Linked DNA regions of Xenopus laevis: region 2 is linked to region 1. The links are chromatin contacts, called in public Hi-C maps. All regions are on one chromosome and are shown on one strand. The core of a region is the stretch at or near the end of the contact, and the rest is flanking DNA. Distances in the headings are between cores, read along the strand shown. Region 1 has its middle 65 kb from the start of acap2.L. Region 2 holds the start of fam43a.L (family with sequence similarity 43 member A L homeolog).

Region 1 (4,377 bases), core at 1,461-3,960:
TTAAAGGCAATAGTAATTTTCAAATAGGAAATAATAGCATTTTATAGTTCCATTGCTTTGCCCCTGGAGCTTGAGTGTTTGTTGAATTGCAATTAATTAACAATGAAAAGTCTTTACTGTAAAACCTTGAATTACAACAAGCTGATCTGATCATGGGTACTTTAAAGGACCAGTAACAGCACAAAATGAAAGGGTTATGTATGTTGTACTGTGAAAATGCACTGCTAAAAATGTTTTATATAGTTTAAATACAATATTATAGTTTCTATAAATAAGATGCCGTCAGGGCCAATTGCTGCCCCCAGCGCTTACCTTTCCTGTGCTGGAGGGGGACAACAGGCGGAGAGGGGGGGGCTGCATCCCAATAGTGCAGAGACTGCAGGTGTGGTCTCTTGCACTAGAAAAGCTCAATTTCTGGTTTAAAAACTGGAAATCCGGCTCTTTAAGTTACCACTAGGGATGTCAAAAGCTTAATTGCTGTAGATAGGGGCAGCCATTTAAAGGGATACTGTTATGGTAAAAAAAACTTTTTTTTTCAAAATGCATTGCACTGAAATCCATTTCTCAAAAGAGCAAACAGATTTTTTTTATATTTATTTTTGAGATCTGACATGGGGCTAGACATATTGTCAGTTTCCCAGCTGCCCCAGTCATGTGACTTGTGCTCTGATAAACTTCAGTCACTCTTTACTGCTGTACTGCAAGTTGGAGTGATATCACTCCCCCCCCCCCAAGCAGCCTAACTAACAGAACAATGGGAAGGTAACCATGTAGCAGCTCACTAACACAAGATAACAGCTGTCTGGTAGATCTAAGAACAACACTCAATAGTAAAATCCAGGTCCCACTGCAACACATTCGGTTACATTGAGTAGGAGAAACAACAGCCTGTCAGAAAGCAGTTCCATCCTAAAGTGCTGGCTCTTTCTGAAAGCACATGACCAGGCAAATGACCTGAGATGTCTGCCTACACTTCAACAGTATAACTTAAAAAACATACACTTGCTGGTTCAGGATGAAAAGTTATATTGTCGAGTGAATTATTTGCAGTGTAAACAGTGTAATTTAGAAATAAAAACAACATCATAAAAATCATGACAGAATCCCTTTAAGCTGACATTGGTGTGTAGGGCATGTGTTTATAAGGCAGGTATCAGATAAGCTCCAATGATTTTGTCATTCTTACTATAAAGAGGGATCCACTTCCATTCATGCCCCTCTACAGGACTGTACAATGCAAACCTCTCACATATAAAATTGGAATTTTAGAAATAGTTGTAGATGAATGAATGGAAAAATCAGATTGATTATTAAGAATGCCAGACTGAGAGTATCTACAGCAATTTAAAAGAAAAGTTTCCCTTAGTGCGATATTCCTATATAAAAATACATATTTTTACGAGATACTATTTTCATACATTATATATACTGTTATGGCAGGAGAATGCCACAAGATGTCTCTGTTTTGTCACATTTCCTCCCTACACCATTTTATTTACTTTTAGAAATATTCCACTATATATATTAGGGATAGAACATGTCCATGTTATTTTAAAACTGCTCATCTGCTCAGCTTCAGCCTTGTGTTGCAAGTAGTACATTCTGGTTTAGTTGCATTCCTCAGATATTCCGGCCCAACTGGGTGTATCTGTGTACATACATGTGTCTTGTCTCCTTTTGTTTAAAACATCACAATTTCATTGCATACATCTCACCATCACAAGAATATACATAACAAAATACACAAACTATTTCTAAGTTTGGATTCTTTATTAGACCAACGAACACCAAAAACTAGTAGTGACTTTTCCCCAGAAATTTCATCAGGATGCAATGCATTTTGGAACCTGGGCCATAGCCTATCACCCTCGTTATACTGAGCCTGAGAAGTCAGTGGGCCTTACATCTCTGCCGTTGCCCCTTTTTGCAGCCTCTGGAACATTGTAATGACGTGGGACCTATTATCCTGAATACTTGGGACCTGAGGTTTTCCAGATAAGATATTTTTCCATAATTTGGATCTCCATACCTGGTCTACTAAAAAATAATTTAAACATTAAATAAACCCAATAGGCTGGTTTTGCTTCCAATAAGGTTTAATTATATCTTAGTTTGGATAAAGTACAAGCTACTGTTTTAATATTACAGAGAAAATGGTAATTATTTAAAAAAAATTACAATTATTTGCTTATACTGGAGTCTATACGTGATAGCCTTTCTGTAATTTGGAGCTTTCTGGATAACAGGTTTCAAGACAACAGATTCCATACCCTTATAAGATTATTGTGGACTATATACTAAAACTTTTATTTGTTCCTGCCAATTTCCTTACTGTATAAAAAGTTATTAAGTGTCCTTACATACTGTATGCACAGGAGTACAAGGTTGGGAAAAATTAAACCTTATTAAGCAATGGATCCCTAAGACTTGCACGCACAGTGATTTGTCTGCTTCATACCCCATTCAGGAATGCTTTCCCATAGCCCACCAAGCATAAAACAGAGCAGTGATTCAGCTGCATCACACAAAAAGACAACTGCACCTTTCAGCTGCTAAAGTTACAGTAACATAACACTCAGCCAGTGCCCTTTCATTTCATTCTTTATATCCTTTCTGCTCTTAAGTCACAAGTCCATTCTATGTTCTGGCCTTTCTACAAAGCTTATGTACACAGCAAAGCAACCCTTAACTCATCTACCACCATTGGCTTCAGGCCCGGATTTGCGGCAAGGCTGCATAGGCCCGGGCCTAGGGCGGCAAAAAATAGGGGCCGCATTATCGGGACGTTCGCGTCCCCGTTCAACTATACCAGCTGCCCTGGCGTTTTTTCGCCGGCGCACTTGGAAGGCGGGCGCTAGGACCGCGCGGCCGGAAAAGAAATCCAGCGCTGATTGGCTTTTCTGTTAGGTATAAAGAAAGTGTCACGTTCGGTATCCCAAAGCCCAGAACAGATGCCAAGGTTCTGTTCATGGCTAACACTTCTGCCTATAACAGCTGCCTTTCAAGTTGGGAGGAAACCTTCTCTACTCTATGCCACCAGAACTTAAAGAGATACTGACATCTGAAAATAACCTTTTTTAATATCTATCATAACATTTGAATTCTGTTTATAATTTTCCTCTATGAGGGGGCTGCCATATTTGTGCAGCAGGAGTCAATTAACATTAGAAACTCTAACTGACAAGTTGAGAAGGGACAGTCAGGTTGGCAAAACAGTCAGGTTTAGGAACATCAAGTGACAATTACTTACAAAAGCAGAACTATCAGCAAAAACGACCAACATGAGCTATGGGTAACTTTTAATGTAGATTAATGTTTTCAAAAGAAAATTCACTTTAAAGGAGAAGGAAAGGCTTCGTACACTTGGGGGTGCCAAATGTTAGGCACCCCCAAGTGATTGTGTTGACTTACCAGAAACCCCAGGAAGGTGCTCCTATCAGCAGAAAACTGCACCGGCAGTTGTTTATACCAGCGAGCACCATGGAGCGATCCTCTTCCGGCTTCTTCTTTCTTCAAAATTCCCAGGGGCTGCTGCATGCGCAATTGAACAAAATAGCCGACTTTTTAGTTAAAGTTCAGCGTAACACCCTAATGCAAATGCGCAGATGCGCGAAGAAAGAGGAAGACGGAAGAGGATCGCTCTGTGGTGCTCACTGGTATAACCCCGGACTGGTGCAGTTTTCTGCTGATAGGAGCACCTTCCAGGGTTTCAGGTAAGTCAATACATTCACTTGGTGGTGCCCCTGGGTAGGAAAGGGAACTCGAACATGTAACAGGAGTAACTGGGTTAAAGCAAAGCGCAGTTGAGCGTAAGCGTAAGCACTGTGTAACATGGCGCCATATAAATAAATGATGATGATAGTTGAAGAAACATTCCGGGGTCAATACCCAGTCAGAAAGTGCAGTACAGAATCAGGATCAGGAAGAATAGTCAGTAACAGGCAATGGTCTGTTCAGGCAGCAGACAGGAATGGGCAAGGGTCTAGGAACAGTAAATCAAACCAGAATTGCACCCAGAAACTATCTAACAATAGACTTACTTTGGTCAATTAAAAAAGAGGACAAGGCACCTTTAAATATTTGAATTTCGTGCCAAGCATGATGAGGTCAGACACACAATGTAAGCTTGATTAATCAAAAGATCGCTGGCATCCCCACTTCCCCAATGGCCCACCAGGTATCGTTACAGAATGTGTGAATGTGATGGAAGTAGTATATTTCTCCACTTTATTGTATCCTTCCTTTAATTCCTGCCCAGGAGTTAATTCTGTATGAGCAGCACATTGTCACACACAGGTGTCCTGTGGCAGCCAAGCCAAGCCTAAATCTAATGAATGCTGGGAGGGGCAGGATGTGATGATAGGAAGCCAGTTAAAC
Region 2 (4,665 bases), core at 136-2,635, 270 kb after region 1:
AAACTGCGAGTTAATGGTCTGTTCTGAAGATGAAAAAGAAAGAACCAGGTGGGCACCCCTGATGAAAAACCCATTCCCCCCAGGGCCACTATTCTGGCTTTATATTGGTGACAGTGAGTGAGGATGAGGCAGTCGGTGGGCCCCTGTGGCCCTGCTCATACAGTCTCTGCTTCTCTGCACTCCTCAAAGCCGTTGGTGATGGGCCCGGTGTCCTGGTTACTCTCTATAGACGACTCGCTGCCCGTACTCTCCCCGGACAGGAGCCTGGTCACTCTCAGGTCCGCCTTCAGGGTCTGCAAGTCATTGCCCAGACTCATCTCCCCGAGATCACTGATAAGCTGAGACAGCTCCCGCTTCACCACCTCCTCCTCCTCCTCAGCCTCCCCTCCACCCCCGGTATCCAGCACATCCTCACACTCGAAGCTCATCGCCCTCTCCTCCTCCTCCTCCCCCTGCTGATCCTCCGTGATGGAGCCCAGCTTGGGAGCGCTCCGGCTCCGCTCCACGGGGGGTTTGTAGCAGCACTGTCCGTTGAGGAGCTTCCTCATGGGGACTAAGGGGATGCTGTGCTCGCCGATCAGCTGTTGCTGCTGGTGCCGGGAATCCTCTCTCCGTTTGAGCCTCTTGAACTCGGTCAGGGCGTTGGCGGAGGTCTGGTACAGGAGCAGGGCCATGGCTTTCGCCTTCTCGGGCTTGGACACCAGCACCGCGTGACAGCGCAGCATCACCGCCTTGTGCTTCATCTCGTGCCGGTAGATCCAGGCGAAAATCTTGGGCAGCCGGGGATCGGCCACGCAGTAGGTGACTCGGTGCAGCAGATACAGGTGGCCGGGTCGCTTGGCTTTGTCTTCCACGTGCACCATGCGGATCCCCTGCGAGCTGATAGTCAGCTTCATCTTGGTGCCGTGTTTGCCCATCTCGCTCTTGCTCCAGATCTTGCTCACCGCTAGGTCCGTGCAGCCCTCTCCCTTGGACTGAAGGGTCGTAGCGTTGCCCAAGTACAGCACCGTGTATGTCGGGTCTTCCCCCGTGATCTTGATCTTCTTCCTCTTGGACTTGAACATGCTGCCCACCCGAGTCAGGGCCCCCTCCGGGCAGGACTTGGCGAAGGAGGTGAGAGCGCTGTAGTTGAGGCTCACTGCATAGCCCTTCTGCTTCCCCTGCTTCGGATCCTCCTCGATCAGGTCGAATTTGCTTTTCTTCCAGGGCAGCATGTCGCTGTGCAAGTAGCAGCCGGGGAGAGCGAAGCGCTGGGCGCACTCACAGCGCGATTAATAACGCATTGCGTGCTGATATGGGAGCAGCGGGGATTTATCAGTGTACAGCGCCTGGTAGCGATCATTGCATGTACCATGCGCTCCTCCCTCCTTGTCTGCCGCTAGTTCCCTGCCTTCTCATTGTCAGACGGCTCTGTGCAGCTATAAATAAAGTCTGGAGTGAACCATTCGCCCTCCCAAAGCAGGGGAGGCGCAGCAATGAACGTGCCAGATCATTACACTCGCACCTGGCCATTCGTACAATTATGTTTTCCACTGCAGTTTATACTAGGGCTATTCAGTAAGTTACTAAAGCCAGGGTTGCCAGGTTGACAGTTTTCCAGCCAAATTGGGCTTCTCATTTAAAACCTAGACTGGTTTTGAAAGTACAAACTTGCCAAGCTACTGATTTTGGCTACTTTTTGGCAGACCTGGATTTGTGGAAACGCCACCAAGGCCTACGACAGCATGCTGCCCAACCATGCCCACATTGGTTCAGAAACACTGGGGATATGCAGGAGATACGATCGTTTTTTACATTTCCCATGCTCCAATCCCCATTGCTTGGGTCCTGATGATGAAAATCTGCATGAATAAACGGGATGGGGGTGACGAACGGCAGTGGGCCTAGGGGTGCCCGCTATGTAAATCCGGCCCTGCTTTTTGGGCTTTTGACTGGTTTGTACTTTGGAAACCAGCCATAGTTTTTCTGTATATATTTGTAAACAGAATTTTTTGGATGTGCTCTAATCCCTAGGCCAATCATTTTAATACAAAGAGGTAACATGCAAAAAATCCTTCTTATGATCGCTCACCCTATAACTGGGTGGGTCCATGTGCAAATGCCCCGGACCAGTCGCTTAAATTGTTACTCTTATAGGCATTCAAATCAGGTTACTCACCACTCCACGACTCTGGCTCGAGTGCAACGCCCCGAACCCGTAGCTTAGGGAGGCCTGGCCGACAATCACTTCAAAACTGTTGCGTGCACTTTCACAAACCAGAGACAAGCGGTGAATAAAAAAGCAACTTTATTTTCCCCAACATTTCTCCTCCTAACGCGTTTCGTGTGTTAACAAATGTAGTCATAGGCGAACTGCGTTAGGAGGAGAAATGTTGGGGAAATAAAGTTGCTTTTTAATTCACCGCTGGTCTCTGGTTTGTGAAAGTGCACGCAACAGTTTTGAAGAGTATATCTGTGCCTTAATGTGCCAAGCCTGCGTCTCCCAATGCATGTTGGGTAATGTAGTTTTTGTTTAACAATTTGCTGACTGCCAAGTTTAATGTAAGACTACAATACCCAGCATGCAATGGGACTGACTAGTGTAGAAGTCAGGAGTAACCAGATTTTGGGCTCTGTACCCCAGTCTCCTGTCACTCTTTAACATTCTCGCATTTTTCGGTGACTGTCCTCAATTTCAGACAATTTTGGGGCAAAAATCTACTGGCCACAAAAATGTCTAGAGGTTGACCTGTTTTACCAATATTTACTGAAATTGTATATTTATTAGGGCCTTATGGGACCCCTATACCTCCTGGGCCCCCCTCTGTCTCCCATTTCCCGTATTTTCATATATATTCTTTATTTTTTAGACTTTTTTTTTTTTACTGCACATATTCTGCTATTTTTGGGCTACTTTTCAAGTGCAACTTGGTTAGTTTTGGGATACTTTTCTAGACCTGGCAACCCTGCTAAAGACGTGGCTATGACTTTTGGTGCCATTGTCATGACAGCATTAGTGTTAGACATTATTCACATGTTTCAAGCACTAAGTAAAGACTAGGGTGGCCTTACTGTAGAGTCCTGCATAATTGTATGATTTGTGTCTGTCACTTTTCTGCATACATTTATTGTATCTTATTTGCAATGCCTAGGACTTGGAGGTTGGTTTCCTGATAAAGGGGCTTTCTACAATCTCAATCACCATTCATTAAAGCTACTAGAAACATAAATCAGTCAAAAATATTAATTTAGGTTATTTGTAGGTTCCATATATTAGATCTCATACATCTAGTGGGCCTAATAATTAGTAAATGTTATGCTGAATATTATATTCAAGTCTGAGATCCATATCAAAACTGAGGGCTACTTTCAGCTTCTAGGCCTCCAATGTGACTGCTATAATATACAGAATTCATACCTACGATACCTTGTGTCCAGTGCACTGGAATGCAGGATTTGACTGACCCCCATGCTTCCCATCAGTACAATTACCATAGAGAGGCAAGGAGTGAACTCCTGTGTTCATGTACAATGGAACACACACAAGAAGTAAGGTCCTGTGAACACAAGAGCTACCATTCTGCACAGTCAGTTTAAAGGGGTGGTTCACCTTATAGAATGGCTAATTCTAGGCAACTTTTCAATTGGTCGCCATTGTTTTTTTTTTTTTTATAGTTTTTGAATGATTTGCCTTTTTCTTCTGATTCTTTCCAGCGTTCAAATTGGGGACACTGACCCCATGTAAAAAAAACAAATACTCTGTAAGGCTACAAATGTATTGTTATTGCTACTTTTTATTACTCATCTTTCTTTTCAGGCCCTCACCTATTCACATTCCAGTCTCTTATTCAAATCAGTGCGTGGTTGCAGATTGCTGAAATAGAAAGTTGGAGAACTGTTGAACAAAAAGCTAAAAAAACTAAAAAAAAAAAATGCAAATAATAAAAAATGAAAACCAATTACAAATTGTCTCAGAATATCACTCTCTACATCATACTAAAAGTCAATTTAAAAATGAACTACTCCTTTAAGGGAAACTAAAAGAAAAAGCAGGAATATTTTACCTTTATCCCACTTGTTAAAAGGATTATCTAGAATGGATAGCAATGGCACCAATACCTTCCAACTTCTTCCCAGCATATTAACAAACAGTGTGACATTTTGATGCCCAGTTTAAATACTTCCCCATTTACAGGGCAAATAGACACAATGCAGATGTTAATATGACCAAGCAGGTGAGAGCAATGCTGCTCATGACAGGTGACTGAATTGTTGGCTAATAGCTAACATGACTTTGTGGAACGAGGGACGTACTGGAGATAAAGGCAACGATAAATCACTTATTCAATCAATATTAAGCACTTCACAGAATTGTCTGGCTCATTTTGGGACTTGATGCACAGGTTGATGGATCAGTTAACTTATCTTAGTTCACACGCAGAGATAAGATAACCAGCTCCACCCGACTCCCTTTAAACTGAGGCTCTGAAAGCAAGAAGCAGAGTTGCATTGAAATGAGTAACTACTTCAAATTGGGTAAGTATACTAACCCCCTGCTTAAATAGGGAAGTCATTAAAATCACCACTCCCTACCTTAAATGCCTGCTTCTCATTTAAGCAAGTGAAGTTGGCTGGCAAATGGTTAATGAGCTTGCCTGCTGCAGGCTAATTAAATAATTCATTGCA

Evidence for each region. Hi-C and Micro-C count contacts between places; a contact is called where the count stands out from the background.
Region 2: a contact with region 1 is called in a Hi-C map of the XTC cell line, with 5 times the contacts expected there. The contact joins the promoter of fam43a.L here to the enhancer-like site in region 1. A contact is called at or near these places in 2 of 4 Hi-C or Micro-C datasets (the XL177 cell line and the XTC cell line).

What each region holds. Positions count from the first base shown.
Region 1 is chr5L:113,262,496-113,266,872 of Xenopus_laevis_v10.1, forward strand. No RefSeq gene overlaps it. Among protein-coding and RNA genes, the nearest start is that of acap2.L, 65 kb to the left of the region's middle. Within about 2 kb of position 2,711, at least 2 of the 7 cell types and tissues checked have an H3K27ac peak or open chromatin away from gene starts, as enhancers often do.
Region 2 is chr5L:113,536,721-113,541,385 of Xenopus_laevis_v10.1, forward strand. It overlaps fam43a.L (family with sequence similarity 43 member A L homeolog), which reads right to left and starts at 1,386. Exons shown (of 1, transcript NM_001096773.1): 1 at 1-1,386. The coding sequence starts at 1,214. The coding sequence ends at 156.